Linked DNA regions of Mus musculus: region 1 is linked to region 2. The links are chromatin contacts, called in public HiChIP or PLAC-seq maps. All regions are on one chromosome and are shown on one strand. Each heading gives the region's core, a stretch centred on a gene start, on an enhancer-like site or on the middle of the called end of the contact. The rest is flanking DNA. Distances are from core to core; before and after follow the strand shown.

Region 1 (2,918 bases), core at 268-2,767, 97 kb before region 2:
CCTCTAGTAGGTATCTGGGCAAGCGCCAGTGTTCTGTCTGGTATCTCCTAGGAGTGTCACTCTGGGCTGATAGTTCTCTCTTCTAACCTGTGTGGTCAGGAAGCTGGGTCCTGTGGCCATGGCCAGCTGACCCCACTCTGCAAGGAAACTCATTTATTATAATCCCCTTGAGGAGCAGCCCTTGCTGCTGAAGTACTTAAAATGTGCTCTGGTCCCTTGGCAACAAGCTACCATGAAACTGAGCCTAACTAAGAATCAATAGCTGGCTGCCTGCCTCCCGACCCCCACATGACCCATCTCACACCCTACTCGGATCTAAGGAATCTGTGACCTAACTACAGAAAATTCAGATTCTGAGTCCCCACTGTCAAAATCGAGGTAATACCACCTATCCTGCCATTTCCTGTCATCCCTTCCCCACTTAGATGGTAGACTGGGCATTGCTCTGAGAACTAAGTAGCCTATAATACCGTTCGTTCACTTACAATAGCACTATATTATTGTCCCTTCACAAGCAACGAGGTACTGTACACAAATCTACTTTAAAAGACAAATCCTATGATCATTATAAGATTGGCTGTATTGATACTTAGATTATATATACACTATGCCAAAGTCAAAGACAAGATTAGGTACTTCTGAAGAGGCAAGCTGAGGCAGTAAGCAGTAATTTCGTTTAGGAATACATACATGGTGTGCACGCTTCACATTCTCCATTCGACACAAAATGTAAAAGTAAATTACGATTATCCTCAGGTGCCACTGGGTTCTTCAGAGCCCAGCTTGTCCTAGTTCTGCTGTGTGGTGTTGGAGTGGTAACTTCACCTGTCTGGGACCCCTGCTTCCCAGTTTTTAATATAATCTGGACTTTCCTGTCAGCTTTGGCATTTACAAAGTAGGTTGCGTTATTAATTACCCTAATCCCTCTGATTTAGATGGTACAAACCCTAATAGATCGGGTCCATTCCTGAAAGCTGAAACAAACAAACAAACAAAACAACAAAACAACAAAAAAGTGACCTACGCTCCTAGGAGATTTCTGAGAAAAAAAAAAGCAAAAAACAAAACAAACAACAACAACAACAACAACAAAAACCCAACAGACAACTCAAGTGCCTCAGGAAAAAAATCTCACCTTGGCACGAAGGGAGCAAACAGGCACAGAAGCTCAAGGGTTAGCCAGGCTTCATTCTTCCGTTAAAAACCACGGGAACCTAACTTGGTTAGATTAGTTTGGATTATTTATGAACTGAAGCCGGTCCCTTCTGATCCCCCATTTCACACCCATGCGGGCCATGTCACAGGTGCCTAACTCTGTTTCCCCAAGGGCACCGCACAGCCCCCCTCCATCAGGACTCCCTCTCCCCATCCGATCACCCGGAGCCCTGACCGCCCAGGTCGCCCAGGTCCCCGGCCACGTGCGCCTCTGGCCCCCGCTGAAACCCCGCCCGCACCCGCACCCCGCGTCCTCGGAGCGCGCGCCTACCTGCGTCCCTGTCCCGGGCCGCGGCTGCCCTCGCTCCGTGTTCCCAGGCGCCCGCGGCGGCGGCCGCGTACAGGAAGCCGGCGCTGCGCACCGGCGACCCTTTTATAGCCCGCTCGTGACTCATAACCGACCAGCGCCGGCTGCAAAAGCCCCCGCCGCGCCCCCCTCCCGCCGGTTCTTGGAACCTCCGGCTCGAAAAACTTTTCTTTCTTTTTTTCTTTTTAAAGGAAAAGTCCAAAACAAAAGAAAACAAACAACAAAAAAAGTCCAGCGCTGCGAGAACCGGGTGCTCCCCTTTCCCTTCCTCCGGGGTCACGGCGCGGGTTTTCTCCCACCCGCGCCGTGGACTTTCCTGACCCGCCGCGCGGTGCTTTATTCTTAAAGGAAACGCAGTCGAATGCCGCCGCCGGGCCGCCCGCCTGCCCGCAGGGGAAGTTGCAAACTTTTGGCAGCAGGGTGGCCGGGAGTCTACACACCCCCAGGGCGGCCGAGGGACCAGGCTGGAAGGCTTCCCCAGCCTCACCAGGACAGACAGGAGGGCTTCAGGGCATCCTGCTCGCCGCCCTCTTCCCCTTGACCCTTGCAGACCCCGCCAGTGATTCGGAATGAGCAACAGGTCTGAGAAAGTACTTGCCCTTGTGGGGACCTGCGTTTACACGTGGGCATCCTAAAGACAAACAACTGTGGTGTGCTTTAATTTTGACCTCCCCAGCTTTACATTCTGCTCTTTGCTTCCCTCCGGACTTTCTTCTTTACTCTCTCCTCCACCTTCACTCTACCTAACGGAGGCATTTTTCTTTAGGAACACCAGAGTACGGAGAAAAGACCATCCTAGCAAGGTTACACTGCAAACCGGCAGGAGAAATGCCTTCGGGAGCCTCCATGCAGTTTAGAGCACTGGTTCTCAACCTTCCTAATGCTGCGACCCTTTAATACAGTTCCTTCTGTTGTGATGACCCCCAACCATAAAATTATTTCGCTGCTATTTCATAACTGTTATGAATCGTAAATGTAAATACCTGATAGGCAGGATATGTTATGCGAAGTTCACCATCATGGGTCCCATTAGTTTTTTTTTGTTTGTTTGTTTTGTTTTGTTTTTAAGATAAGGCAGGTCACTCTGCATTCCAGGCCGAGTGTCCAACTCCTGGACCTTCCACCTCAAGGTCAGAAGATGTGTTAGAGCATTTCATGTAGAATGGATGTGAGACTCTTAGTCTCTAGTCTCCTGAATGAGTGAGGAGCTGGAAATTACAGCAATATTACAGACTGCCCGGGTTGGTTAAGGAACTTGCAAACGTTTTTAAGAACCTCTCATTTCAAGGCATAAAATTTCCCTCTTGTATAATTCAAAGAGTGACCATGTTGGTTATAACGCATATTTATAAAGCCTTCGACATAAGTCAGGCCTTCCCCTAAAACTCCACATATG
Region 2 (2,790 bases), core at 263-2,762:
TGAGTGAAAAGGAAGACAGAAAAACTCATGGGATCTTTCAGGAAATTTTTCCAGATGAGAGACAGATGTGTCTGTGTTGCAGCTATATTTTGTCTCATCTACCTAAGGATTTGTCCCTAAGTGGGCATATTTCCATCATAGGCACCGGCTTTAGTTGATGTAGTCATGGTGATTCCCTTCACTTATTCATTCATCATTAAATGATGAGCATTAAATACCCACAGCATCAGAGGTATCAACGGTTGGACTACCATCTGGAAGATGTCTGACGAAGATCCCCTTCTGTCTTTATCAAGCCACTGTCCTTAACCATTTACTCAAAGGTGGGAGTCACCTTTAGGAAATGCACCCTGAGGGTTTTATGTTTCTGGGGGTTGCTGAGCTACGGGTATTGTAGGATGTGGAGATATTATTGTGGGATCTGGCTTCTTTCAAAAGTTTTTATTTTATTACCTTTTACTTCTGGCTTCTTAACTCACTGTATATTCCCCATCGCCACATCTTTGTGCAGGAAACAATCAAGCAAAAAGGAGTTTGGGACTATCATGGCGGAGACAGGAAGTCTAACCCTAGTTTTAAATAGCTCAGGTCTTTCTGGAGGAGTGAAGTCAGTGGCTTCGGACTTTCCAGGGCGTGAGTGTGAGGGTTGCTGAATGGGTAAGGGTGTACTAATGGGTGGTGTATGTTTAGATGGTAGCCGAGGCTTAAAAGCAAGCAAGCATAGCTCCCCCATACCCTCCTTTTTTTAAAAAAAAAATAAAAACCAGTTTTCCTATTTAAATGCATCCCAAGAGCTTGTCTCTTTCAATTTGTAGACTAGTCTTTATAGAAACAGTTTTATAGGCAGGTCTATTATTTTTCAACTGGTGTTTCCCCCAGTGTTTTGTATTTTCCTTTTATATTTTCTCTCTTAAAAGTTATAGTCTTTGTATTTTAAGAGAACCTCTTTCACCTCTTTCTCTCTCTCCCCCACATCTTCCCCAGATGCCAAGCCTATTCTTATTTCCTTACAAAACTTATAAATTTAAGTGATTTATAAACAGGCCCTCAAATTAACAGCACCATCGTGTCTCTTTTTATAGTTAGGTCCTGAAAATGTAGAGAACAATGACTTGGTTAGTCGTAGGTTGGTTCTTTGAAACTTGGGATAGGGATGGCAGGAAGGAAACAGATTTGTGTGGTTGTTGGTTGTATGTGCATGCAAGATGTGTCCATCAGGTTTTGTCTGTCTTGTATACACTGGGAGGAGATTTCTTTAGTGGCGTGCTACTCAGGGGTCTGTTGTCACTGTCTCCCCAGTGTAGCACTAGCATTCCCAGTTTTGTTGTGTGAACTCTAAGAATTGAGCTCAGGTCAAGGCAAGCATTTGATTGACTGAGATACCTCTCCACGTTGGCATGGCATTTGTTAGGCAACAGAAAATTCAAGGATCTCTTAGGTAAGTGTAAGCTGTAACCTCTTTGAGGGAGTCCCCCAGGCACAACAATCTCAACAGCTCTCTCAGACCTGGGAAGTGTTACAGTCAGAGAGGAATTTCCTCATTTCCTCCCTTCAGTGACTTTGTAAATAGAAGAGGTAGGGGAATAGAGATGCGAGAAAATGATCAGTTCATGCTGGCAGTGAGGGCTAACTGTGTCATCTACATTGCAAAAATCTTACTCTCTCAGGAGCAAATTTGAAATGATTCCACGCAAGAAACAATTTGTGTTAAACAACTAGAAATTCCTACAACTTTCTCACATACTCAACATGACTGAAGAAAAGGCTACAGATGTGTTCAATTCACAATTCCCCCATTTATAAAAGCAGGATGGAGGCGAAACTGAGCAGCAGATGGTAGAAGACCCACACATTTAGGTTTTCTTAATCACTTCCTAAAAGTATCTACTATGGATAGTCATCTAGAAATTTTCTTAAAATTTCCATTGATTTGCTTACGTTGAAGCAGATGTCATATTCTTTTTTCTAAAAAGGGAAAAGGGGAAGTGACCCAGGACAAACTTGTCATGGTTCACTGATGAAGGAAGGTCTCTCAAGGAGACTCTGTATGTGGTAGCATGGTGCAAAAGAGAGAGAGAGAGCGAGAGTGAGAGTGAGAGAGAGAGAGAGAGAGAGAGAGAGAGAGAGAGAGAGAGAGCCACACACACAGATAGAGATAGGGATAGGAGGAGAAGGAGAGGGAGAGAACAAGCATGAAGAAATTTTGTCTACACTTCAAACATAAAGTGTAGCTAAAGCTATGTTCTCTCTCTCTCTCTCTCTCTCTCTCTCTCTCTCTCTCTCTCAAGGCTGCAAAGGAATACTTGTGAAAAAGTATCCAGGGGATAGGATTTTGTCCATACCAATTTAAACGTTCTACAGTTACATTTTAAAAACGATTTATTTTATTTTGAAGCCTATGCTTCAAGATCCGGATCTTGAGGCTGGGGGGTGGGGTACAAGTTTCTGACTTGGATCTTGAGGCATAGTGGTTATGAATCTCAGGAGACTAAAACAAGGCGATCTCTGAGTTCAAGGTCAGCCTGGGACAAAACAAGTCCCAGATCTAGGCGTGGTGGCACACACCTTAATCTGGAACCCACCTTCTGCTGGAGACCTACATAAGGACATTGGAAGAAGGAAGATTTGCTTTTCTTTGCCTGCTTGTAGTTACTTGCCAGCATATCTGTTGGAATCTACTCGTCATGGCAGAGTAAGTAACTACTAGATCCTTGAACTTCCCATTCACAGCTGACCATTTCTGGGGAGTTAGATGACAGACTGCAAGTCATCACAACAAATTCCCTTACT

The links. HiChIP or PLAC-seq counts read pairs in DNA pulled down with a chosen protein or histone mark.
Region 1: a contact with region 2 is called in an H3K27ac HiChIP or PLAC-seq map of bone marrow-derived dendritic cells, with 4 times the contacts expected there. The contact joins two enhancer-like sites. A contact is called at or near these places in 2 of 39 promoter capture datasets (both in the C10 cell line), 1 of 15 datasets of contacts at CTCF or cohesin (CD8 T cells), 5 of 484 Hi-C or Micro-C datasets (B cells, bone marrow-derived dendritic cells, bone marrow-derived macrophages and 2 more), 5 of 115 datasets of contacts at active chromatin or transcription factors (CD8 T cells, bone marrow-derived dendritic cells, regulatory T cells and 1 more) and 1 of 9 other capture datasets (bone marrow-derived macrophages).

Annotation. Positions count from the first base shown.
Region 1 is chr16:84,701,975-84,704,892 of GRCm38.p6, reverse strand. No RefSeq gene overlaps it. Among named protein-coding and RNA genes, the nearest start is that of Mir155hg, 9.6 kb to the left of the region's middle. Within about 2 kb of position 1,517, at least 243 of the 459 cell types and tissues checked have an H3K27ac peak or open chromatin away from gene starts, as enhancers often do. A contact at or near this core is called in B cells, bone marrow-derived dendritic cells and bone marrow-derived macrophages, where this site is marked.
Region 2 is chr16:84,605,478-84,608,267 of GRCm38.p6, reverse strand. No RefSeq gene overlaps it. Among named protein-coding and RNA genes, the nearest start is that of Gm32073, 49 kb to the right of the region's middle. Within about 2 kb of position 1,512, at least 31 of the 459 cell types and tissues checked have an H3K27ac peak or open chromatin away from gene starts, as enhancers often do. A contact at or near this core is called in B cells, bone marrow-derived dendritic cells and bone marrow-derived macrophages, where this site is marked.